Linked DNA regions of Sus scrofa: regions 2, 3 and 4 are each linked to region 1. Evidence: chromatin contacts called from public HiChIP or PLAC-seq data. All regions are on one chromosome and are shown on one strand. Each heading gives the region's core, a stretch centred on a gene start, on an enhancer-like site or on the middle of the called end of the contact. The rest is flanking DNA. Distances are from core to core; before and after follow the strand shown.

Region 1 (6,594 bases), core at 1,689-4,188:
GAAGTTTTCATTAAGTACTTGCTATTTGATTGGCTGGACTGGAGTACAATAAGTGGCTCAAGACTCGCAGTGGACCGAATGGACACTCAGAATCATGGGAAAGTAGCTTCTCAGACCCTAACCTCAAGACCCTCCCACCCCTAATTCCTTTGGGAATTCTCCTTGGGGAGAAGGCCTGGGTTTGTTTTGACCAGTACTCCACATATAACAGTTGCACTGGAAATTAAAGGCTGGAGATAGGCAGCGCAGCCTGCACCCAGGGAAGCCCCAGAGACGAAACTCTCAGAGTATCTGTTGGTCTGGAAGCTCCAAGAAGGCAAGCTCCAAAGCTGCTTTGTGGGCTACTGTCTACTCAGACCTAGTACGTGATAAGTCCTCAGTAGCTAATGAATGAATGAGCTACTGACCCTGGAGTTCTAGCTGGTAAGGTAGAATATCTCAGTGGAAAAAGCCCTATACTGGCTTCTAAGCCTTTATTTCCTCATCTATAAAATGAGGATGACAGTATCTATTTTCATTAGGTTGATATAAGAACTGAGTGAGATAATGAATATAAAGTGTTTAGAACAGAACCCAGAACAGAGTAGGTATCCAATTAGTAGCAGTAGCTGCTATCTGGCTCTTCACACAGAATCATCAACATCTCTGAGGGCCCAGATAGGATCTGGATTCAGCTGCCTCTTCTCTGATTCCCCCCTCCAAAGTCAGAGGACAGTTCCTTGTGCCACATCTAGGTCAGCAGTCATCATAATGCACTACAATGGCTGGTTCACCCGTCTCTCTCCCTCTCTTACTCCTGCTGGAAGGCAAGTCCTTTGATGGGAACATGAACTTCTGACAGAGATATTATGCCTTATTCCTCTTATGAACCCTTGTACATAGATCTGAATAGAAATGGGGTGTGTGCTTCCTCTGGTCCAGATGACTAAGGATCACCGTGCCTCCACTCACTGCTGCCACCAGCTCTCTGAAGAGCGAATGACTCCACAAACATGTTTTTAGGAACAGGGAAAAACCAGAGATCTTGGGATAAAAAGACAGGTCTTAGCAAAACTAATACATTCCCTCTCAGTTATTCTCACATTAATATTTTACTTTCTTCATAGCACTAATCACTATCTGTTCTTTTATTAGTTTACTTGTTTACTATCTATCTCCTTCCACCATGATTTAAACTTTGTGAGAACAAGGATCATAGCTGCTTTATTCACCACTGTAAATTCTTATCACCTAGAATTACTTTAAGTACACAGGAGTCACCTAGCAGGTGTGTTAAAAAGAAGACTGAATGAATCAATGAAAGCACTTTCTTAACATTTTTATTTTTAAAGGACTCAGACTTGGATGTTTTTAAACAAATGCATAAGCATTTGAAGAAAGAACAACTGAAGTATTTTAACATAATACAAGAATTAAGGTCATTTTAGGCTCAGCAACATAAAAGGCCAAACATGATTTCTTCTCCACACAAGTTGGCTGGTTTTTTTTGTTTTTTGTTTTTTTGTTTGTTTGTTTGTTTGCTATCCCTTGGGCCGCTCCTGCGGCATATGGAGCTTCCCAGGCTAGGGGTTGAATCGGAGCTGTAGCCACTGGCCTACACCAGAGCCACAGCAACTCGGGATCCGAGCCGCGTCCGCAACCTACACCACAGCTCACGGCAACGCCGGATCGTCAACCCACCGAGCAAGGGCAGGGACCGAACCCGCAACCTCATGGTTCCCAGTCGGATTCGTCAACCACTGCGCCACGACGGGAACTCCGAGAAGTTGGCTGTTTTGGATAGAAGGGACAAATCTATCCCATCAGGTGAGAGGGGATAGGATGGAGTCAAAGAAGAGCAACTTATGGAGTCAGAAAACTGAGTTTGGGATGCCTTTGTTTACTGTCATGTGAACCTGATCAGGGTATTTAATGGTACAGCTTCATCATCTGAGAATGTAATTCCTACTTTAGAAAGTGGCTGTGAAACTCACACACAAGAAAAATGGGCATGAAAGAGCTTGGCCAACTGTCCAGCACTGTGAAGAGTGGTTATTACCAGCTGTCAAGGCTGAAGCACAAGGGCAAACCAGCTCCCCCTCTACTCCCACCAGGAGTTCTTGCTAAAAGGCGCCAGCAGTACCAGAGCATCTGCCTTCTCTTCTGACAAAGACACCCTGCAACTTAAACCCACTTTGCAACTGAGATGGTGTGTGATCTCCAGCCTCATTTGTGAGACAAAGGGTTGGACTCCCAGATCTCTGGGAACCTTTCCAGTGACAGCATCTCAGAAGTCGGTGTGGTCCCAACCAAACTCCCACTCTTGCCTCCAGACCTAGCAGTTGTCTTGCGTATAGGAAGTGATCAGCAATCATTTGTTTAATGAATGAATAAGCCAGTGAGTTGAATGAAGATGTCTCTCTCAGACCCGGTTAGGGGCCGGATCAGTACGCCCACAGGTCCTGAGCTTCCCAGCCACAGAACCTTTTCCGCGGTCAACAACTGTCTTTCTCCCGGATTAGACCGGGTGTAATGAGGGAGGGGAGCTGGTTGTGACCGTCAGCAAAACTGGCGCTGCGCGGGTGGCAGGGTTCTGGCGAACCCCGGACCCTAAGGAAGGGTTTATTGTGCGTTGGGGCCGGGGCAGCGGGAGGACGTCGCGCGGGCTCCGGTTCTCCCGGTCCCAGGGCGGACGCGGGAGGAAACTCACGTGAGCACCGGGATGGGCGTCCACACCACACAGTAGGGGAAGCGGCTCCGCTCAACGTCCATGGCGCCGCCGCTCGCGCAGCTAAATTGCTTCTTGTCCGTGTCGGCCGCCGTCGGCGCCTCCACTTCCGCCATCCCGGGCGGGGGCGGCGGTGGCGGCGGCAACAGGAGCGGCGAACTCCCTTCCGCTTCCGCCATGCTGCGCGCCCGTTCCGGTCGGCCCCCGTCCGGGAGCAGCTCGCTCGGTGGCGTCACTTCCCGGAGGTGCGGTCCGCCCGGCTTGGCCTCCCCCCGGGAATTGGAACCGCGTCCCTCTGGGCCCGGCCTGCCTGGCCCTGGTTCCTTCTGCGCGGACCAGCCAGAAGTGTTTGCGCTGGCACAGCACCGCTGCGGAAGGGATGCCCTCAGGCAGCGCTCAGTCTAGTGCGGGAGACCCACCAAGGACTCTGTCATTCAGTACGCTAAGGGCTCCTAAGAGGGTGGTACGGTCTCTGCTGAGCGCTTCTTAGGCGCCAAGCCTTGCCTTGATATACACTGTTTTTAATCCCCACAGTCTGTTAGACATGCGAATTTGGGTATTTCCCCAGGTTACAAGTGATATATTGACGCTTAAGAGGTGAGGTAAGTGGCCACGACTCAAACCTAAGTCTGTCTCCCCTTTGTCATTCTGTAGTCTCTCACGAGGTAGTGATAAAGGAAGGATAGACTGAAATAATGTGTGGCGTGTGTGTAGAAACAGGGAAGATTTGCCTGAAGATACTTGAGCTGTTTGCCAGGTGGCTCAGGGATGGGGTGGAGGGATGCGTGCAGCCGGGCAGAGAAAAAAAGGCCTTGCAGAACACAGTGTGCAGGAGTGTGAATATCACCTTGGCAGGATTAAATTACAAGCCTTCCATGTGATCCAATCCTTTCATTGTACAAATGGGAAAACCGAGGCTCGGGGAAGTTAAACAGTTGTCTGAGATCGCGCACTATCATGTAAAGAAGCCAGACTCAAACCTTGGATTCTTTGGGCTTTTTTACAAATGTCAAGATAGACAAAGAAAATGGAATCTGCTGGGGTAGGAAGGGGAAAATGGGGGGGGGGGAGGAAGGCAGTGGCTAAAAATCAGGCTAGAGGGAGATTTGGACAAATCCACTTAGGAAGGTTTGAGCTATGCCTTTCCGGGAAGGTTTTTCTTCCACTGAATCACGCTCTCTTAAAGTTGTTCTAAAGAAAGCCTGCTGTCCTGTTTTTAGCACCTAATGTTTCAGTGCGTTTTGAGGGGTATGTCTTTCTGTTATGGAACTCTAAGGTCCTTAATTTCCGTACCTAGCATTGTTCCTAGTGTAGAACAGATGCCCACTAGATATTTACTGATTTACTGAATGATTGAATGGGTGTTTTATAAAGGCCTTGCAGATTATCACCGCAGAAAATGATTCTAACCCACTCAAAATTCTTTGAGTATCTTTGTGCCTCTCCTGTGACCCATGTGTAGTAAGTGATCCTTGAAGGGCAACAACCAGCATCTGGCCAGGTATGGAATAGATTAGGTGTGCAGTATATGTTTGTTGAATGAATAAATTTCATCTTGAATCAATCACTATAGCTGTCTCATCTTTTCTGGATCATAGGCTCCAAGGAAGTCTATACCTTAGACATTCCTCTACCATCACTGTCAATTCATAATTCTAACAAAGGGCTGGTGGGTGCCCTTTAAACATTTATTGTATGGGTGGATGAATAAACAACCAAAGTCAGTCTTTCTTCAGGCTTGCCACAAATTTGATAGTACTAACACAATAACGTATTTAATCTGACAGTCACAGTGGCTTCCCATTGCACTTTGGATAGAACACAAATATACCACGGTTTACAAGGACCTACATCATGCCTGATTTACTTGCTTGTTCACTGTACTACTGCCACTTTGGCCTTTTTTTTCAGTTCCTCTCATGTACTATGCTGTTTCATACCCCCATGACTTGGCATACACTGTTCTCTTCTGCCTGAAATGCCTCTTCCCCCACCAAAAAAACCCTGGCTGTTATATTCCATTCACCCTGCAAGTCTCAGATTAAATGTCACTTTCTCAGAAAGCACTTCCCTGGCCTCCTGATCTAAGTTAGAAAGCCCTGGGGTTCCCTTTGTGGCTCATTGGTTAATGAACAGGACTAGGATCCACGAGGTTGTGGGTTCGATACCTGGCCTCACTCAGTGGGTTAAGGATCTGGCGTTGCCATGAGCTGTGGTGTAAGTCACAGATGTGGCTCAGATCCTGAGTTGCTGTGGCTGTGGTGTAGGCTGGTAGCTGTAGCTCTGATTTGACCCCTAGCCTGGGAATCTCTGTATGCTGTGCATGTGGCCCTAAAAAGCAAAACATTAGAAAGTCCCTGTTAATAACATACATATTTTGTGGCTTTGTATCATCCCCCAATAGGCTGGAAACTCCTTGGGGGCAGACAATGTGTTTGTTTTGTTCATTTCTGTAAACTCAGTGCCTAGTAGTGTCTAGCACATAGCATTTGCTTAGTAAGTATTTGCTAAACTGAATGAATGGCAAATACTTACAAGCTTGGCATCACATGCTAACTACATTCTGAGAGAAGGAACCTAGCTTGTCACATGCTGCTTTGCAGTGCCCCAATATTTGTTTTTTCTTTTTTTGATAGAGTTCCCAGCCCAGGGATCAGATCTGAGCCACAGCTGCGTCCTATGGAGCAGCTGTGGCAACACCGGATCCTAAACCCACCGTGCTGGGCCAGGGATCAAACCTGTATCCCAGTGCTGCAGAGACACCACCAATCCTACTGTGCCACAGTGGGAACTCCGAGTTTTTTTAAAATTCCATTTTATTTTTTTCTTTTTATGATCACACCTGTGACATATGGAAGTTCCCAGGCTACAGGTTGAATCAGAGCTGCAGGTGCTGGCCTATGCTGCACATCGTGGCAACAGCAGATCCTTAACCCACTGAGTGAGGCCAGGGATCAAACCTGCATCCTCACTGACACCATGTTGGGTTCTTAACCTGCTGAGCCACAATGGAACTTTTTAAAAATTTTTGAAATTGGAATTCTCATTGTGGCTCAGCAGTTAACAAGCCTGACTAATATCCATGAGGACACGGGTTTGACCCCTGGCCTTGCTCAGTTCCATCCCGGATCCTTGCTTAAGGATCCGGTGTTGCTGTGAGCTGTGTAGGTCACAGACTTGGCTCAGATCCTGCATTGCTGTGGTTGTGGTGTAGCTGGTGGCTGCAGCTCCAATCGGATCCCTAGCCTAGGAACCTCTGTATGCGTGGGTTCGGCCCTAAAAAGACAATTTTTTAAATTGGAAAAAAAAATTTTGCTGCACCACAGTATGTGGAAGTTCTCAGGCCAAGGACTGAAGCCATGCCACAGCAGTGATCTCAGCCACTGCTGTGACTATGCTGGATCCTTAACCCCCTGCTCCATAAGGGAACTCCTGCCCCAAGATTTTTAAGAGAATCATGGATGTTGATGGACAGGGCTCAGGAGTAGGGTCTGGCCAGAGAACCCTACCTGCTTTCCCTGTGGTCTGCACCTTCCTTCCCTTGGCTTAGGCAGCTGCAGGAGCAGGGACATGAGGAGGGCCAGCTACTTAAAGGGAGAAGCCAGTTCCTTCTGTGACACCCCTGGAGCCTTTCTCCCAGGCTTGTTCCTCATCCCGGCCTGTTGAGGGGCGCCCTCTAACATGCACGCATCACCTTGGTTCTCTAACCCAATGTAAAAGCCTCCCTGACCTGTGTCCTTGCCTCTGTCACCCATGGACAGATGGGAAATCTCCATCAAAGACTAACACTCCCTTCTGGGCTCAGAGGATCACAGCAGGGTCCTGGAAGAAGCTCCTCTAACAGAGAGCTCAGGAAAGGATTGATAGAGCTCTTGGCTGCCCCTCCC
Region 2 (6,476 bases), core at 2,217-4,716, 330 kb before region 1:
TGGCAGCTGTAGCTCCGACTGACTCCTAGCCTGGGAACTTTCATATGCTGCAGGTGGGGCCCTAAAAAGCAGACAAAAAAAAAAAAAAAAGTAGAAAACATTAGATTAAAAAAGGCAGTTCAGGAAGCACATTGAAAGAGAATTACCATCAGTGATTCTGTGGTATTGAACGTCTGTGTTTATCCTAGATTTATTACTTAATAAGTGAAACATATGTATCAATACATACAAATGTTCCTGACATTTTAGAAAAAAAAATGCAAAAAAACCCATATTTCTATAATACATCTTGAATTAATTTTTATGTATGGTGTTAACGGTTAAACGTCATATCTCACCCTACACACAAAAACTAATTTGAGATGGATCATAGGCCTAAATGTAAAAGCTAAAATATCAAGCATCTAGAGGATATTCCATATATTTCCATTTATATGAAGTTCCAGAATAGGTAAAACTAATCTACTGTGGAAGAGAAAATCAAAACAGTAGTTACTTGGAAAAAGCATGGAAGGTAGGAATTAACTGGGATGGGGTGTGAAAAGACTCTCTGGGGTGATAATAATGTTTTATATTTTGATGGTGTTTGGGGTTACACAGATGTATACTGTTTGTAAAACTCACTGAATGATGCAATTAAGATTTGAGCACTTCACTGTGCACAAATTTTAACTCTAAAAAAATTTAAGAGTTATCATTGTGGCTCAGTGAAAACGAATCTACTAACATCCTTGAGGACTCAGGTTCAATCCCTGGCCTCGCTCAGTGGGTTAAGGATCCGGCATTGCGTTGCCATGAGCTGTGGTGTAGGTCGCAGACATGGCTTGGATCCCGAGTTACTGTGGCTGTGGCATAGGCTGGTGGCTACGGCTCCAATTAGACCCCTAGCCTGGGAACCTCCATATGCCGTGGGTGTGACCCTAAAAAAAAGAGTAATAAAATAAAATAATTTAAAAGCCATAAGCAAATATTGGACTCTAGTTAATGATATGCATGCTTAAGTGTTTAGGATCAAGTACATTGATGTCCACAACTTTCAAATGCATCACAAAGAAGACAGATTAATATACTGACAGAGAGGGATAGATGCAAATAATAGTAAATGTAAATTATAGAATCTAAATAGTGGGTAGATGGGTGTTTTTGTCTAGTTTTTTCAACCTTGTTTTGTGAAAAAAAAAAAAAAAAAAAAAAAAAAAAAAAAAAAAAAAAAAAAAAAAAAAAAAAAAAAAAAAAATTTGTTTTGTTTGAAAATACTCATAACAAAATGGGGAAAATATTCCTAGAATTGAAATGAGGCTGATTAAAATTAGGCTTCTAGGTCTATGTGTGAGCTCGAAAACTGACTCCACCCTGCTGAAGACAGTATCACCCACAGTTGCAGTTCCACAAAAGTGGAACTACTATACCAATAAGCCACTTTGTTATTAAAAAGTCCCCCAAAGATGTGTGTTCATTCACACCTAAGTGTTTTTCACACTTTTCAAAATGAGATTCACACAAGCAAGTGTAAAGGCAAATAAGTTTCAAATGTGACCAGGGCTAACAAACCATTTGTCAGGATTATCACATTTCTAAAAGTTCTTCCTTTGGCTTATAAATTCTTCAAGCTTCGTATGAAAACATACTAGAACATGAGGCTTACGTTGTTATGGGATTGGTTTCTTACTATCAAAAAGATCAAAGCCACAATATAAAACTATCAAAAATCTGAAAAATAATAATTTAAGCAATCAATGGATAACTAGGGAACCAACATGTGTATTTTACCTCCATTGACTGTCTTATAAACAGTAAATTATCAGAATCTGTGTGTAATGCAATTGATTACAGATCTGTATGTTATAATGCAAATGATTACAGATCTGGATATTGAAATGCAATAAATTACAGATTTTAAGAAGAAAAGTCTGCTAACATATTTCATGGTTAAGGAAAACTGTACCTCTCCTGCTGGTACTCAGTCCTACAGTAGGTGCACTTCACAACAGGGTGTGCAATCCGACATTCCTGAAATGAAATGAGGATATAATTTTAAAAGGCAGTCAGAAATGGAAACAGCCTTCAGTAGGAGGCAGAGACCTGGGTACTATTCCAAGCATATCCACTGTGCTTGAGTTAGTCACTTAAACTTTCTAGGACTAATTTCTTTCTTCTGTGATTCTGGCATCACCACCCTGCATTGATGTGGGAGTTAAGTAAGAATTTATATGGAACTAGTCATAAATTGTGAAACAAAAGTATGAATAAGTCACAGACTAGGAATCAGAAGCCCTGGATTCTAGTCCGGTTCTCCCTCTGCCACTGTGTGATTCTTTTCAGCAGGTTCACTTTTGAAATCAAAGTGCTGAATTAAATTCATTATTGCTCACAAACATAAAACTGCCCTAAAAAACATACATATGTATGTATATATACACACACACAAACACATGATTAAATATACATGTATATATATATATATGTCCAAAAAAGGCACTCAAACATTTGAGTTTTTGAGTTCTCTCATAAATAGTAAACAAAAAGTGAAGAAGTCCTGGCTATTTGAGGCAATAATGACATACAATTATGAGTTATCCATACCAGAGACACAAACTCTGGATTATTTGGGGATATCTCAACATCACTCTCCAGTTGGCTTAGTGACTTTTACTGTATCCTCACAACACCTCTACTCATTTAAATAGGCAAAACAAGATGAAGCAACTTAAAACGAAAAAAGAGAACTTGGACCTTCGGGGTAAAAACTGATCAGCGGCTGGTTAGGGCGAGGACCGAAGGTCACTAACTAGATGCTGAAAAATCATCCTTTTGCCTCGTGAGCTTGACAGTGGGGCTTTATTATAAAGCCTCACTATGTCCCACTCCGAAACTGGCTGAGAGGTGCCCGTGAGACGCCCGAGTTCGAGACGATCCTCCCAGGCAGCACCCAACTCTGGAGTTCAGTCCCAGGCGAGGCACGGGGTCCCTAAGCCTGAAACCAGGCAGACCCCGGCAGCGGGGAAGCCAGCCCAAGAGCGACCTAGGGCGCGGCTTGTCAGGGGCGTGAGGGGGACCCGCTGTCCCCTCCCCCGACCTCGGAGGGTCAGAGAACAATCCCTCGCGGTTGCTAAGCGCCCGGACACGCCCGCCGCGGGGGCCCGGATAGGGCCTGGATCTCCCCTACATGCCTCGCCGACCCCCAATGGGGCGGGTACGGTTTCTCAGTTCTGTGAGCCAGCCACGCCCTGCCCGAGGGACCCCGCCGGGCGTCCCCGCAGAACCGGGAGCTCCGGGCCGCGCCTCCAGCGTCCCAGTTCCCGGCCGCCGCCCCAGCCCGCGCACCTTGCACAGCTGCTGCCCCTGAGACAGCGCCTCGAAGGGGAAGCGCTGGTGGCACTTGGTGCAGGCGTAGAGCGCCGCCATGTCCGGCCCGGGCCGTGCTCACCGCCCCGCCGGCCCGGCCCGCCGCTTTATCTGACAGTCTGAGGTACAACCTGGCGGCAGGCTGCGGGCTGCGGCAGGCGGGCGGGCCCTCGGGTGCGGGCGGACCAGGGCGGGCGCGGCGGCGCTGAACGCCCGTTCACTGGTTCATTTAGACGTCTATCAAGCACGAAGGGGCGGGACACGGAGCTTCTTACGACTCTGATTCGGTCTGGACTCGAGTACGCCACTTATGACGCGCGCGGCCTCGATTATGTAAAGCGCAGTCACGCGGGGGCGCCGCTGGGAGGGACGGTCTCCCGCCGGGAACCTCGGAAGCGCCTAAGACTCCTCCCACTTCGCTCTCGGTTCCCGCCTTCGCTCCTCCTCTCCCCGGCCGCTGGCGCAACCGCGCTTCTCGCGATACCTCCACGGAGTTGTGAGGTTTCAGTTTCCATGGAGTTGCCCCCTGGCAGCGGGTTGGGTGGAGTGTGTTGCATGGTTGAACCAGACCTCTGTCGCCACCCGGTGCGTGAAGATGAGCTTGTGAGAAGAAGCCTCCATCATCCGGGCAGGAGGGGCCCTCACGGCCCTCCCACTGGAGGGCCAGGAGGGAACCCTGAGAGGCAACTTAGAGGAGTGCCCTCTGAGACCCCTAAAAACGGAAAACTCTAGGGTCGCTGACCTGCAGAGAGAAATAGAGTGGCCCCAGAGAGAGCACCCCTGTGTTGTTTCTACACAGGGCCTTCTGGCTGCTAGAGTGATGACAGCTCCTCTAGGAGGGAGAAGACGGATACTAAGGAGAAGCCTTCCACCTCTGAGAGCCCTCGCGCCCCAGAGGCCCCGTCAGAGTGGGATGCAACTGGTCTGAGGCCTGCTTCCTACTGTGTCTAATCCAGACGCACCCTCAGCTTCTTTCTTGAACTGCCAGGCATTTCCTGGTTAGGCCCGGCCGGAAGGCGAGCTACGCCCTCCTATCCTAGCTACGTGTCCTAACTGCTCCCTGCCTGGGGCATCTAGGGGTAGTCCAAGGAATTGCAAACTTGTGGTTTTTTGTTTGTTTTGTTGCTTGTTTGTTTTTGTCCTATTATGGCCACACCCAGGGCCTATTGAAGTTCCCAGGCTAGGGGTCAAGAATCCGAGTCGCGCGACCACAGTAATGCCAGATCTGAGCTGCGTTTGGGAACGACACCGCAGCTCGAGGCAACATGGGATCCTTTAACCCACTGGGCAAGGCCAGGGATGGAAGCTGCAACCTCATGGATACTAGTGGGTTTCCTTACCACTGAACCACAAGAGGAACTCCCATACTTTTGGTTCTTGAGGCTTTGGCAAAGCTTCCTGCAGTGCTGACCTTTCCAAGTCTCTGCCTATAGCTGCTCTTAGGCTGAGATTAGGTTTAGCTCTGCCAACCGCTTGAACAGTACTAACTGCAATTTTACCTCAACGTGCTTTTTTTTTTTTCCACAGCAACTGAGGGCGCATTTGTGGCTTATAAATCCCTGCCTCCCCAAAATTACTCTCCCTGATATCCAAATCCAGCCCCCCCTCCCCCCCCATTGTGAGTTTGCCCAAAGATGTGTATAATCAAATATTTAGGCGCTGGAGTCAGAAAACTGAAGTTCAAAGTCACTGCTCCATATTTACTAGCTATGTAAACTTGAACTTCTGAACTTCTCACTTTGGCTGAGTTTCTCAGAGCCTCACTTTCCTCCGTGGTACAATTGGGTGATTGTGGGGGGTCAAAAATAGTACATGGGAGTTCCCGTCGTGGCGCAGTGGTTAACGAGTCCGACTGGGAACCATGAGGTTGCGGGTTCGGTCCCTGCCCTTACTCAGTGGGTTAAGGATCCGGCGTTGCCGTGAGCTGTGGTGTAGGTCGCAGACGCGTCTTGGATCCCGCGTTGCTGTGGCTCTGGCGTAGGCTGGTGGCTACAGCTCCGATTCTACCCCTAGCCTGGGAACCTCCATATGCCGCGGGAGTGGCCCAAGAAATAGCAAAAAGACCAAAAAAAAAAAAAAAAAAAAAAAAAATAGTACATGGAGGGTAATGGAGGAAAAGTGTTTTAACAGGTAAGGGGTTTTACTTTGGAATGATGAAAATGTCTTGGAACTAGTTAGAGGTGGTGGTTGCACGGCACTGTGAATGTACTAACTGCCACTGAATTGTTCTCTTTAAAATGATTAATTTTGTATTGTGTGAATTTCACCTCTATTTATTTATTTATTTATTTATTTATTTATTTTTGGTCTTTCTGTTTTTTTTGGTCCACACCCGTGGCATATGGAGGTTCCCAGGCTAGGGGTCAAATCAGAGCTACAGCTGCCAGCCTACAGCACAGCCACCGCAACACCAGATCTGAAGTTCATCTGTGACCTACACCACATCTCACATTCTTAACCCACTGAACAAGGCCAGGGATCAAACCCATAACCTCATGGTTCCTAGTTGGATTCATTTCTGCTGGGCCACAACGGGAACTCCTCAAAATTGTTTTGTTTTGTTTTGTTTTGTTTTAAGGATGCAGGCTTGGAAGAGGGACTGCCTGGCTTTGAATCCCAGCTATAACACTTAGAAGCTGTATGATTTTGGGCATATTAAAAACAAACAAACAGGAGTTCCCATCTTGGCGCAGCAGAAACGAATCCGACTAGTATCCATGAGGGTGCGGGTTTGATCCCTGGTCTCGCTCAATAGGTTAAGGATCCAGCATTGCCATGAGCTGTGGTATAGGTCACAGACGTGGCTCGGAACCTGGGTTGCTATGGCTGTGGTGTAGGCTGGCAGCTGTAGTTCCAATTCGACCCCTAGCCTGGAAACCTCCATATGCCACAGGTGTGGCCCTAAAAAAAAAAAAAAAAAAAAAAAAAAAAAAAAAAAAAAAAGCGCCGGTACACGGAACTTGGTACAGTAGATAATTTGTTTTCCATTTTTGGCCGCCCCAAGGCATATGGAGTTCCCAGGCCAGAGATCAGAGCTGAGCCACAGTCAAGACCTAAGCCATAGCTGTGGCAATGCTGGATCCTTAACCCACTGTTCAGGGCCGGGGATTGACTCTTTGACCCATCGCTCC
Region 3 (6,709 bases), core at 2,459-4,958, 280 kb before region 1:
CTTCTGCAAGCCAGGAAGAGAGTTCTCACTGGAAACCCATCCTGCCAGACCTTGACCTGGGACTGCTAGCCTCCAGAACTAAAATAAATGTTTGTTGATTGAGCCACCCAGTCTATGGCTTTTGGTATGGCAGCCCAAGGTTACTAATATAACACCATTGATGATTTTTGCCTAGATCATTGATGATCCTTTTTTTTTTTAGGGCCACACTCAGGCATGTTGAAGTTCCCAAGCTAGGGGTTGAACTGGAGCTACAGCTGCCGGCCTGTACCACAGCCACAGCAATGCTGGATCCTTAACCCACTGAGCGAGGCCAGGGATTGAACCCTCATCCTCATGTATGCTAGCCTGGTTCTCACCACTGAGCCATGAAGGGAACTCCTTATTGACTATTCTTGCCTAAATTTAGGCTGCAAAATGGAGTTTTTCCCTAGTTCTTACATTCCTTCTAGCATATTAGCTGGCATTTTTCTACAAAGAAAAGCTTTTCCTCATCCACTAGGAATGAACTGCAGTTCCTCCTAAAAAGGCAGGATAAATGCTTAATTTTCAAAGGGGAGGTTTTGGTAGTTTTTTCTTCTGCTTTTTTTCTTTTTGGCTGCACCCCATGGCATGCGGAGATTCCTGGGCCAGGGATGGAACCCGAGCCACAGCATCGACCTGACCCACTGCAGTGACAACGCTGGATCCTTACCCATTGAGCAACATAGGAATGCCATCTTTTTTTTTTTTTTCCCCTTTTAAATGGGAAAATTCTAGAAACTGTGCGCTGAAAGGATAATTATTTGGCGAGGGAGAGACAGATGGTGCAGGAGAGGAGGTTCCAGAAGGTGTGAAGTCCTAAAAAGGTGGGAGGGGGTAGCTGCAAGTGGGGAAGGGGGAGAAGGGGTGGGAGAGTGGAGGGCAGAGGAAAGGAGGTGAACTGGTTATCTGGGTGAACCTGCAGGGCCAGCTTACTAAGAGATGCACCAGAGGATTGCTGGGCCTGGTTAGTGTCCTTTGAACCTGGGATCTGTGACCCTGTCTATCTGGCAGGTGGTTTTCTCCTTCACACCCAGAGAGGTGGATGGTTGGATTGTGGCAGGCCTGGGGCTTTCCAGGCAAGCACAGTGGAAGGTGAGGAAGGTAAGGCAGTGCAGGAGCTTGGCAAGGGGGGCTGTAATGGCTGACAACAGAATCTAAGATGCTTGAAAACAGCCGTGAGGACAGGAGGATGATAGCTGGATGGGAAATGGTCGGGAGGTCTCAGTGGGCTTGCTGGGCCTTGATTTTTGGTCTTGATGTCAGTTTTCAGAATTGATTTCAAGGAACATGTTGGGGAGTTCCTGTTGTGGCACAGCAGAATTGAATCCGACTAGGATCTATGAGGATGAGGGTTCGATCCCTGGCCTCACTCAGTGGTTTAAGGATCCAACATTACCACAAGCTGGAACTCCTAGCTCCAGGAACTCCCATACGCCATGAGTGTGGTGCTAAAATAATAAAGAAAGAAAAATAAAATAAACTGTGAGCACAGGAACTGAAAGGTTAGTGGAGGAGGGCAGCAGGCCCCTATGAGGCCTCTTTGTTCTGTGCCCATCATCTCCGCTGTTGCATGGGGGGCGTAAGTGCCACATGGAGGACAAGGACTGGACCTGACTCCTATTTGAGCCTCGACCATCCAGCCTGGCACAGACTAGTGACAGGAAGGCTGAGTTTAATTGATTGAATGAATGAATGAATGACAGCAAACACTTATCTGGCACTTACTATGTGCCAAGCACTAGCCTATCAGCTCATTGTTTCTCCCAAGAAACATGTAAGGTCACACCTGTGCCACAGCAGCAGCCCGAGCCAAGGCAGCGACAATACTGGACCCTTAACCTGCTGAACCACCAGGGAACTCCTCTTCATTCATTCTTTAATTCTTAGAACCAATCATTTGTTTTTGCATTGGGTTTTCATTTGTTTATCTGTTAATTCCTTTGTTCCTTGATGGAGTCATGCGTCCTGTACCCAGAGAACCTGCCTCTTTGTGCCAGACTCTGCCTGGGCTTCAGGGGACATTGCCAAGAGCCAGATCCAGTCCTTGCCCTTGAGGAAAACATATCCCACACCCCACACCCCAGGAAGAAGTGATCAACAGGCACACTGCTGAGTGCTCTGCTGAGGATGAGGGGCCAGACCTTGAAGGATGACAGAGCGTGACAGATTGGGGGATCCCCACGGGCGGGGACCAGTCTCTTTCATCTTTGTCCTCCATAAGCCTGACACCAGAAGGGCAATGATAAATGTTTGTTTGCTAATTGAATACACAGGGCCACAGCCAGTCAGAGAGTGCTTGATGGTGGAGGTGATGGTGCCCAGCCAGGGTGAAGCCACTCTGCCCAAGTCCTGTACCTGCACCTCCCCATCCCTCCTCCCAGTTCCCTAAGAGAAATGCATTCTTATCGATACCCAACTGTTCTCTGCCACCCTAAATCATACGGAGACACACCTGAGCACACACATGTGCACACACACACAGATATTTCCATGCATCCCTGCTCATATATAGAAATACACATGCCTGCATCATGTGCCCCAATTGTTGATCCCAAAATGGCAGTCATTGTGTTTCTTGCCTATAATCACACACACACACACACACACACACAAAACAGTGCTCACATACCCTCCCTGCCTCCCTACTGTATCCCAACGCACATCCTTCTCCACCAAACAGCCCTCCAACACGCATCCCTTCCTCCCCAGACAGAAGGGACTCTCCTGGCCTTTGGTTGAAGACTGAAGAAGTAACAGTGGTCGGAGGGGGATTGAAGCTCAGGCTGAGGGAAGGGTCAGGGATCCCTGCCAGTGGGAAAGGCTGGAACTGTCACTGAGGATGATGCTCAGTTTTTCTAAACCTTGGGTGGGTGTGGGAGGCTGACATGGTGCCAGTTCCTCAGTGCGGCCCCACAGCTGATTCCTCTGAAAAGCAGTTTCCTAAGAGAGGGGTCTTCTTCTTCTTTTTTTTTTTTTTGGTCTTTTTGCCTTTTCTAGGGCTGCTCCCACGGCATATGGAGGTTCCCAGGCTAGGGGGTCTAATCGACTGTAGACGCCGGCCTATGCCAGAGCCACAGCAACGCAGGATCCGAGCCGCGTCTGCAACCTACACCACAGCTCATGGCAACACCGGATCCTTAACCCACTGAGCAAGGCCAGGGATCAAACCGGCAACCTCATGGTTCCTAGTTTGATTCGCTAACCACTGAGCCACCACGGGAACTCCACCTAGGAGAGGGGGTCTTCTGCTGCTTCCCTCTGTCCTAGATAGTGCCCAGGCCCTGAAGATGGCAAAGTGTGGTGACTGGAATTGCAGTGGCTCTGGTGACAGCAGTCTGAGGTCAACTGGCCATGATAACTTGGGTTCAGGCCTGTCCCCATCTGGGCCTCAGTTTCCTCAGCTGCAAAAGGGGGGTGGGGCAGTGATATGGAAAAGCCCCTCTTAACCTTTAAAGAGTGGGTGCTTCTGGGGGTGAGGAACCTGCCCTTTTGGAGGGGTCTTGGGAAAGCAGTGCTGGGTGTTCAGGTCAGGGGAGAGGAGCCAGGGTGCAGGGGGAGGCCTGGGAAAGCTGACCCCACGCGATCGCGCGGGGGAGGTAGGAAGGGGGGGGCGGGAGGGCCTGGGATTTAAGGGCCCCTCCCCGCTGCGGGCAGCTGGCTTGGGGCTGGGGCGTGACTGCAAATTCTCCCCGTCGGCACAGCCACCGCCACCGCGGCTGCACTAAGAGACGTCCGAGGCGGCTTCTTCCTCCCTGCCCAGAGCGGGCGGCGGTCAGCACCCCAGTTTCCTCACCCCCACCCCCGTCGGCACTCGTGGCTGCTGGGAGCCGGGCTAGCTCACCCTGGGGTCGGTCGGAAGCGGACTCCCCTGGGAGCAGGTAGGCGCAGTCAGTGGGGCTGGACAACAAGCCCTGCCCCGCCCCCAGCCTGCCCTGGGCCCCGGGAGGTGGGGGTGGGGGTGGGGTGTGGGGGTGGGGGTGGGATGGGGGAGGGGTGGGAGCGGAAGCCTGAACTTGGGGAGGAGAGCGGAGGGAGTGGAAGGCCAAAGAGACCCCCTCCCCTTGAAAAGCACCTGAGGAGGAAAACTGAGGCGACCTGGAGACTGAGACTGATACAATTTGGGGAGGGGGCTGAGGGAATATGGGGACAATAGACTAAAAGGACCCCTCCCAACACGCAGAGGTATGGTGGGGAAAACGGAGGGAACCTGTGGAGTGGCAATGATAGAATTTGGGAAGGGGGCGGAGTCGGGGGGGGAGAACGAAGAGACCCCCAAAAGGGGCTGGGGGAGAAACTAAAGGGACCTTGAAAGCGAGGATTTGGGGGAGAAGCCGAGGGGTCTGGAAGAGAGGAACTAAGTGGCTGGGACCGGGAGAATCAGGTGAGGGAGTTCGCGAGAAGAGGTCAAGAAGAACCCTTTCTGGAAGATGCAGAATGTGGGGCACAATTCCGGGGGTCCAGGAAGTCCCCCAATCCGGAATCGGCAGAAGTCGAGGGTGAAGTCTGTAGCGGAGAGGGGAGGGGAGGCTGCCACGAGGCAGCCCCCAGACCCTCCCACCCCGCACAGGTGGGCGGGTCCCGGGTGGCCTGGGGACTCCTTCGAGGCGCTGGAGGCGTCGGTCCCGGCTTCCTGGGGAAGTCTCCGCCCTCGGCAAGGATGGGCCTCTCTGGGTGCCCCCTTCCCGCCCGCGGTGGCGGTCTCGGTCCACGTTCCTCTCGGGATCCGGGAATTGCTGGCCTCCCCGACGGAAATCCTGCCTTTGACCGCGACTGCCGGGAGGGGCTGTCTCCATGGTAACAAGAGGGCGGACAGTCAGAGGCGGGTACTTGGCTGCAGCAGGGATCCCCGCCCGCCCGCGCTGCCCCCTTTGATTCCCTCCCCGGCCCCCATTTTGGGTCCTCAATCGGAGGCAGCCTTTGAGACAGAGGAGTAAGGCCATGATGCTCAGTGTTCAGGGATCCTGGGGAGGGGGATCTGCAGTCTCAGAGTCTTAGCCAGACTGGGACCTTGGTTGGTGTGTGACTTAGGCCAATTCTGAGGCTTCTCTGGGCCTCATTTTCCTTATCTGAATTATGTGGGAAATTATCTCTGCCCCTACCCAGCCCCCAGCCCCACCTTATCCCAGTCATGAGAATCAAATACAGAAAGCAGTTTTTGCCTAGTGTCCTAGAGGGGTTGAGTTACCACAGATTCAGGGATCCTCTCCATTTTCTCAAAAGCATGAGGCAGAACCAGAAAGCCTGACAAGGCCTCCAGGGACCAGAACACAGCTGATTCTAATGAAATAAATGTCTGTGGGTCATTGAAGCCTCATCCTGGGAAATTCAGTAGGTTTGAGATCTGTTCCCTGCCCCCCCAATCCCCATGGTGCCACATCCAGGGGTCCCTGAGTCCTTTGACATCCTTCTGTCTGTGTGTGTGTGGCCCCGGGGGAGAGCAGGGCTCTAGGGCCACTTCACAGATGGGAAAATGGAGGTCTGGGAGTCAGTGACTGACAGGCCAGCAGGAGGGACCCAGAGTTCAGGGCATCCTGTCCCTGATGCGGTGAAGGAAGTAGCCAGAGCTGAGGCCTGTGTTTCTGCCTCATCCTTACCGAATCCCAGGAAACCCCGTGGAGAGGGGAGGGGGTGCGGGGAGTGGTGGAAGAAGGTATAGGGTTCCTGGGCTTCAGGGCTGGCTCCCACTCCCAGTGAGTGTGAGGCTGTGAGTGACGGTGGAGAGTGTTTATGAGTATGGTTTGGGCTTTGAGTGAATGAGCAGGAGCGTGTGAGCATATGTGTGGGTGTTTGGGTATTCTCTGCAGCCATCTGGGGCTGATGTGGCAAAGGAAGTGGTCAGCCCTCAGGAGGATGGGTAGGGGGACCCCAGACCTGGGGAAGAAGGAACCACGGCCCTTCCTGTACAGAGCAGACCAGGCTAGCTTACCGTGGGACCCCAGGGAAGTCTGGCCACACTGTGGAATCTAGCCTCCTATTCCCTCAGCGCCCCCTAGACCACCCATGGCTCCCATCTCCCAAGAATCTTGAGTCCGTCAAGACTCCTGTTTTAGAGGCTAGTGGGTCAGTTTTCAGCAAGAGGTGAGAAACCACTTTTACCTACAAAAAGTGTAGAAAATTCAGCTGACCCCCTCAAGACCTTGTGGAGGGTAAAGCTAGTGTGGCCCCGCCCCCGCCCCACCCCCACACAGCTGGCCCTACCAGGGGGGTAGAGTCAGACGGGGTATATCTTCTTAGCCCCTGGGTGTTCAGGGGTGGGGGTGGGGGTGGTAAGGCCCAAAGAAAGAATGATGTGGAGTTCCCGTTGTGGCTCAGGGGAAACAAATCTGATTAGGAACCATGAGGTTGTGGGTTCAATCCCTGGCCTCGCTCAGTGGGTTAAGGATCCAGCATTGCCATGAGCTGTGGTGTAGGTCGCAGACTCGGCTTGGATCTGGCACTGCTGAGGCTGTGGTGTAGGCCAGAAGCTACAGCTCCATATAGACCCCTAGCCTGGGAACCTCCTATGCTGCTGGTGTGGCCCTAAAAAGAGAAAAGACAGAAAAAAAAAAGAAGAAAGAATGATGTGAGATAGTTGGAGGTTCTGTGAGAGGCGAGGGCCACAGTAAGGGAGATGGGGGCTCAGGAAGGGCACTGGAGCCAGTGAGGGATGGGAGCTTTCAGCAGAGGGGCCAGGCCTTGGTGAGGG
Region 4 (6,631 bases), core at 3,188-5,687, 310 kb before region 1:
CTGACTAGGAACCATGAGGTTCTGGGTTTGGTCCCTGGCCTTGCTCAGTGGGTTAAGGATCTGGCGTTGCCGTGAGCTGTGGTGTAGGTCGCAGACACTGCTTGGATCCTGCATTGCTGTGGCTGTGGCTATGGCCGGCAGCCATAGCTCTGATTCAACCCCTAGCCTGGGAACCTCCATATGCCGCAGGTGCAGCCCTAAAAAGCCACACACAAAAAAAAAAAGTTTAAAGATTGCTTAAAAATGTCTGAGCTGACACAGAAACTAGGAGACGCAAACACAAAATAAAAATAGTTCTCTGGCTACAGCAGGGACTAAAGGAGCCGTGATATAGATGGAGTTTTTAGCCTAGGTCTAATGGGTTCCTAGAAGTTGACAGAATCCTTTCACTGATTCCATGATCTGTGGAGTAAAGTGTATTATGATAGGAAGAGCCGAGCAGAAGCTCCTGAAACTCCCTGAACTAGTCAGCGCTCTCCAAAGAAATAGAACCAATAGGATGTGTGCAGATATAGAAAGGGAATGGTTTATTTTAAGGAATTAGCTCATGCATCTGTGGAGCTGGCAAGTCCACCACCTGCAGGGTAGGCTGGCCGCCCGAAGACCTAGGGAAGAAGTAATGTTACAGCTTGAGTCCAAAGGCAGACTGCAGGCAGAATTCCCTCTTCCAAACAGGAGTCAGTCGTTTTTTTCTAAGACTTTTGACTGATTGAATGAAGCTCACCCACCTTACGGAGAGTAGTCTGCTTTACTCAAAGCCCACTGATTTTAAATGTAAATCTCGTGTAAAACTTACCTTCACAGGAACCTCTAGTGTAGCATTTGACCAAATTATCTGGGTGCTGTGGCCTAACCGAGTTAGCACACACAATTAACCATTGCACTGCCCTGCAGCTGATTTGTGCAGTATTATTTCTGATCTAATAATTTGGCTGAGCTTGGATTCCCCATCGTATCCCCATTCAATTCACCTGTCTGGGTTCCAGGAAAATAGATGGTGGATGATGGATAGACTACCGTGAACTTAACCTTGTGATAGCCCCAATCAGAGCTGCTCTCCTGGACGTAGTATCTTTCCTGGAGCATATCGTCACAACCTCTAGCACTTGTGTATAGTTATTGATTTAGCAAATGTTTTCTTTTCAATGCCCGAGAGAAGAGAGAGTCAAAGGCGGTTCGTTTGCCTTTACATCACGCTATGACAATGAGAGTAACTTCACTCTTTCCCTCAAGGCTTTGTGATTAGTCCAGCTCCCTGTTAAAGATGGTCTTCAGGGAGCTTGATCGCCTTGACATTCCACAGGACATCATATTGGTCCGAGGTATGGATGACATCATGCTCACTGGACACGAACAGGAAACAGTAAGGACCACGATTGCCACGGAGCAGAAGATAAATTGCATTCATGGTCCCGCCACATTGGGAACATTTTTAGGAGTTCAGTGGCTTCGGCCACTGAACACGTTATCTCACTTCACGTATCTCTTAGATAAAAGCAAGTGTTTGGTGGGTCTCTTTGGATTTCGGAGACAGAGTATATACCCTCAGAAGTACTTTGCCAACCCTTTGTTGGGTGACCTGGAAGGCTGCCCATTCTGAGGGGAGCTCAGATCAAGAAAGAGCTGTACAGCAGGTTCAGATCATAAAACAGGCAATGCTGCCACTTTGGATTATATGATCCTGCAGATACAATGTTGCTGGAGGACTCTAGTGGATGAAGTTTCTGTAGGGAGTCTCTGAAAGCTCAAAGAGGAGAGTTGCAATGAGAACCCCTAGGATTCTGGAGTAAGGCCGTACTGACCATGGTCCATTTGAATGAAAAGGTTCTGATGGGTCCCTGGGCCCCAGTAGCGTCTGAGCATATGATCACCAGCTATCAGGTGGCTGGCTATATATCGAAAGTTCAATGTTATCAGATGGGCACAGCAGCAATCCAATGTGATGGAAGTGGTGCATACAGGGCTGGGCTCAAAGTGCCAGAGGCATGAGTAAATCAAATGAACAAGCAGCTCAGACTCCTATGGCAACTAACTCTGTTGATCTGACCCTCCTCCTTTAACCTAGACCTATGGCCTCATGGAGGGTTCCCTAAAACCAACTGATGGAGGAGGAAGGGAGCAGAACCCATTTTACAGGTAGATATGTATAGGCACCAGCTGGAAGTGGACCACTCTATTGCAACCTCTGGCAGGGGTAGCCCGGATGGACAGTGGTCAATCCTCCTTGGGGGCAAAACCCTGAGCAATATACTTTGTCATTCCCTTTGTGTGGAGGAAGAGATAGTCTGAAGCACAGATGTATACTAATTCCTAATAAATGACAAATGGGGAGTTCCCGTCTTGGCTCAGCAGAAATGAATCTGACTAGTATCCATGAAGATGAAGGTTCAATCCCTGGCCTCATACAGTGGGTTAAGGATCTGGTGTTGCCATGAGCTGTGGTATAGTTCGCATACATGACTCTGATCTGGCATTGCTATGGCTGTGGCATAGGCCAAAAGCTACAGCTCTGATTTGACCCCTAGCCTGCGAACTTCCATATGCCGTGGGTGCGGCCCTAAAAAGACAATCAATCAACCAATCAATGGCAAATGGCTGGACTAGTTGGTCAAAGGCATGGAACAGAGAAGTGGAACTTGGGGAGTTCCCGTCGTGGCTCAGAGGTTAACGAATCTGACTGGTATCCATGAGGATGAGAGTTCGATCCCTGGCTCCGAGCAGCGGGTTAAGGATCCAGCATTGCTATCATCTGTGGTGTATGTCACAGATAAGGTTTAGATCTGGCTTTGCTGTGGCTGTGGTGTAGGCTGGCAGCGAAAGGTCTGATTCAACTCCTAGCCTGGAAACATCCGTATGCTATGGGTTTGGCCCTGAAAAGACAAAAAAAAAAAAGAAAAGAAAAGTAAAGTGGAACATTGGAGATAAGCAGATCTGTGTAAGTGGCATATAGATGGATTAACAGGAGTTAGTGAAAAGTATGCAGATCTTTGTGTCTCACATTTTTGCTCACCATTGACCTCCTACTGCAGATGAGGCTCTCCAGCCAGATGGTCAGATATCCCATCCTGTGGATGTCAGCCCGCCTGTAAACTTAGTTACCCTGCTACTTTGCAAAAGACTCATAAAAGGGTGGCCATGGTGGCAAGGATGGAGGCTATGAATGGACCCAACAACTTGGCATCCCTTTCACCAAGGCTGATCTAACAATGGCCAACAAATAGCCCACCAGCCAGCAGCAGGCAGCAGCATAGCAACATTGGTCAGAGAGAGCAGCCAGCACTGTGGTGGCAGGTCAGTTACATCAGTCCCCTTCCACTTTGGAGAAAGCAATGATTCATTTTCCTGGAATTGTTATGTACTCCAAATATGGATTGTACTTCTAGTTCTGCAAGCAATAATATCTGAAAGTTTAAAGAATACTCAATCTGGAGATCCTGTTGTGGCTCAGCGGGTTAAGGACCTGACATTGTGTTCCTGAAGATTCGGGTTCGATCCCTGGCCTGGCTCAGCGGGTTAAGGATCTGGCATTGCTGCAAGCAACAGTCACAGATACTGCTCAGATCCAGTGTTGCTGTGGCTGTGGTGTAGGCTGGCAGCTACAGCTCTGATTCCACCCCTAGCCTGGGAACTTCCATATGCCTTGGGTGTGGCTCTAAAAAGAAAAAAGAGAGAGAGAAAGGAAGAAAGAAAGAAAGAAAGCGCAATCCATTACCCAGGGCTAGAAGACCCATTTTAATGGCAAATTAAATGTGTGGCAATGGCCTCTGAACGTGGGCGTCACCGGTCTTACCATATACCCATCACCCAGAAGCAGCCAGCCTGAGAGAACAATGGAATGGAGTGATTTCATTTCCACAAGCTTTAATCTCCTCTGCAAAATAGGTCTGTACACAAATGACGGTAGTCACAAGACTTGTGGGATTGGATCTCTTTCCAGGCCCTTGTATGCAGCAAGTGCTCAATAAATGCAGGCATGATTATTACTTTGTTTTTTCAGGGACGCACCCATGGAATATGGAAGTTCTCAGGCTAGGAGTTGGATTGGAGCTGCAGCTGTTGGCCTACACCATAGCTCATGGCAACGCTGGCTACTTAACCCACTTAGCGAGGCCAGGGATCAAACCTGCAACCTCATGGTTCCTAGTCGCATTTGTTTCCACTGAGACACAATGGAAACTCTTGTGGGCATTATTATTAATTGACTCGAATTGTGAAAGACCTTGTGCCCCAAGAGGTGCTGGTGGTCTGGCTTCACTAAGCCCTGCAGGGCTGTGGACCCCACCCTAATGTGACCTGCTTTGAATACTCTTAGCTGTTTGGAAAGTCACTGGCTTGAATTATACTGTCTGGCCACTAAGCAGCTCAGCAGAGATATTGTCACTGAGCAGAGCTGTAGGGAGGAGACAAGACACTGTAGAACCCTGGAAATGGAAACTGAAACTGGAAACTTGACAGCAATTGGCCACTTGGGGAGGAGAGTTACAGCAGTGGGAAGGATTATAAAAATCCAGCCTGAGAGCCGTTATCTCACTGCTACTGCCATCTATCAGCAGGCTCCAGGCAAGAAGATTTCTTTTCTGCTCTCTTCAAGGTAAACCCAGAAGCTATAAGGTGTGGGTGTCAGGCTGCCTGCCTGTGAGCCTCAGGCCATGAGGGCCAGGATGCCCATTCCTCAGGGAGGCTACACCATTGAGTCCCCTTTAGTGTCCTGGACTAAGACTGGTCTGAGGGCATGGGTTGGTGGGCTTTTAGGGGTTGGGATGCTAAGCTGCAGGAGCTATGAGACTTCGCTTATAGGTGCCATGTCAACAGTATATGGCCTTAATCCTGTCCCTTTGACTCCTCATCTGTGAAATAAGGATCAAGCTACTTTACCTGCCCAAGGGACTGGATGATCTCTGAAAGCCCTTTATCCTAGGATCTACTGTGACAGTGAGTTTATCTTTGAGGATAGATGACAGGATCTGAAGTAAACCTCCAAAGTGTGGGTCTGGGCATCAGTCAATTATGGCTTTAAATCCTGATTCTGCTACAGCTGGGCAGGCCTGGGAGTGTTACTTTTCTGAGTTTGAGTTTCCTTATGTATAATACGTGGTTGAGAATAACGGCACCCGAGTTCCCGCCGTGGCACAATGGTTAACGAATCCTACTAGGAACCATGAGGTTGCAGGTTTGATCCCTGGCCTTGCTCAGTGGGTTAGGGATCCAGCATTGCCGTGAGCTGTGGTGTAGGTTGCAGACGCGGCTCCGATCCCAAGTTGCTGTGGCTCTGGCGTAGGCTGGCGGCTACAGCTCTGATTCGACCCCTAGCCTGGAACCTCCATATACCGTGGGAGCGGCCCAAGAAAATGGCAAAAGACAAAAAAAAAAAAAAAAAAGAATAACGGCACCTACTTCATGGGGTTGTTATGGGTATACATAACTTTGTGCCAGAAAGTGCTAAGTAAGTACTCAACATAGGGGAAATTGTTGGGGGTTTTGTTGTTGTTTGTTTTTAATTCAAGGAAAAAGCATTAAGCAGACAAAGATCACATTAGAGTTGGGGGGGATATGTGTTCTCCTATTTTGTAGTGTCATGGAAATAGCATAGGTTTTGGATTCTGACAGACCTGAGATGTGTCTAGGCTGCACAATTTGCTCTGTGACCTTGGGCTAGCTCCTTTACCCTCCTTTCTTTCTGAAAAACGAATATGAGATCAGTGTTTGGTGCCTGTAAATATTCAATGCATTGTAAGAATAAGTCTATCAGGAGTTCCCTGGTGATTCAGTGGGTTAAGGATCTGGCATTGCCACTGCTGTGGTTTGAGTCACTTCTGTGGTGCAGGTTGGACCCCTGGCCCAGGAACTTCCAAACTTCCACAGGCCGAGAATGCGGGGCGGGGGGCGGGGGGGGGGAGAAGTGTAGCAACAACCATTGTGTAGAAAATTCTGTGTGACAGGCACTGTTCTAAATGCTAGGGATACAGTGGTGAACAGTTTCAAAACTCACAGCCACCCAGCCAGAAATAGGTTCTATTAATACTCCCACCTTAGGGATAGGGAAACTGAGGCTCCAGGAAGTCCCAGGTATCCTGCTCAAGGCCAGACAAAGCCAATAACAGAAGCCACACTAATAACACTAGCTGACTCTGGTGAGTGCACACAACGTGCCAGGGACTGTGCCAGAAGAGGATTCAGCTCCTTCCGGTGTGGCAGGAACTGCTCCCTTTTTTTTTTTTTTTTTTTTTTTTTTGTCTTTTTTTTGCCTTTTCTAGGGCCGCTCCCTCGGCATCCGGAGGTTCTCACTACGCCAGAGCCACTGCGACGCGGGATCCAAGCCGCGTCTGCAACCTACACCACAGCTCACGGCAACAACGCCGGATCGTTAACCCACTGAGCAAGGGCAGGGACCGAACTCTCAACCTCATGGTTCCTAGTCGGATTCGTTAACCACTGCGCCACGACGGGAACTCCGCCACGCCTCCTTAAAGGGGTCCTGGGCTCAGTCCAGAGCATCTCACTGCTCTTTATGAACTCACTGCCAAAACGAAACGCAATACAATCCAGAGGGCGTGCCAGCAAAACGGCTCTGGGAACCAGGTCTCCTTCCAGGTCCGGTGATAAAGCCTTGCGTGGCGCCACCATGCGGCAG

The links. HiChIP or PLAC-seq counts read pairs in DNA pulled down with a chosen protein or histone mark.
Region 2: an H3K27ac HiChIP or PLAC-seq map of alveolar macrophages shows a contact between it and region 1. The contact joins the promoter of FAM76A here to the promoter of TMEM222 in region 1. A contact is called at or near these places in 1 of 5 promoter capture datasets (fetal skeletal muscle) and 1 of 2 datasets of contacts at active chromatin or transcription factors (alveolar macrophages).
Region 3: a contact with region 1 is called in an H3K27ac HiChIP or PLAC-seq map of alveolar macrophages. The contact joins the promoter of FGR here to the promoter of TMEM222 in region 1. A contact is called at or near these places in 1 of 5 promoter capture datasets (fetal liver), 1 of 47 Hi-C or Micro-C datasets (retroperitoneal adipose tissue) and 1 of 2 datasets of contacts at active chromatin or transcription factors (alveolar macrophages).
Region 4: a contact with region 1 is called in an H3K27ac HiChIP or PLAC-seq map of alveolar macrophages. The contact joins the promoter of IFI6 here to the promoter of TMEM222 in region 1. A contact is called at or near these places in 2 of 5 promoter capture datasets (fetal liver and fetal skeletal muscle), 1 of 47 Hi-C or Micro-C datasets (mesenteric adipose tissue) and 2 of 2 datasets of contacts at active chromatin or transcription factors (alveolar macrophages and skeletal muscle).

What each region holds. Positions count from the first base shown.
Region 1 is chr6:84,543,238-84,549,831 of Sscrofa11.1, reverse strand. It overlaps TMEM222 (transmembrane protein 222), which reads right to left and starts at 2,938. Exons shown (of 6, transcript XM_003482003.4): 1 at 2,690-2,938. The coding sequence starts at 2,886. It overlaps LOC102165905 (a long non-coding RNA gene), which reads left to right and starts at 2,950. Exons shown (of 2, transcript XR_299851.3): 1 at 2,950-3,309.
Region 2 is chr6:84,877,084-84,883,559 of Sscrofa11.1, reverse strand. It overlaps FAM76A (family with sequence similarity 76 member A), which reads right to left and starts at 3,466. Exons shown (of 5, transcript NM_001243460.1): 1 at 3,325-3,466; 2 at 1,946-2,010. The coding sequence starts at 3,405.
Region 3 is chr6:84,827,400-84,834,108 of Sscrofa11.1, reverse strand. FGR (tyrosine-protein kinase Fgr) reads left to right here and starts at 3,708. Exons shown (of 13, transcript XM_021095651.1): 1 at 3,708-3,902.
Region 4 is chr6:84,855,878-84,862,508 of Sscrofa11.1, reverse strand. It overlaps IFI6 (interferon alpha-inducible protein 6), which reads left to right and starts at 4,437. Exons shown (of 5, transcript XM_021095660.1): 1 at 4,437-4,591; 2 at 6,592-6,631. The coding sequence starts at 6,623.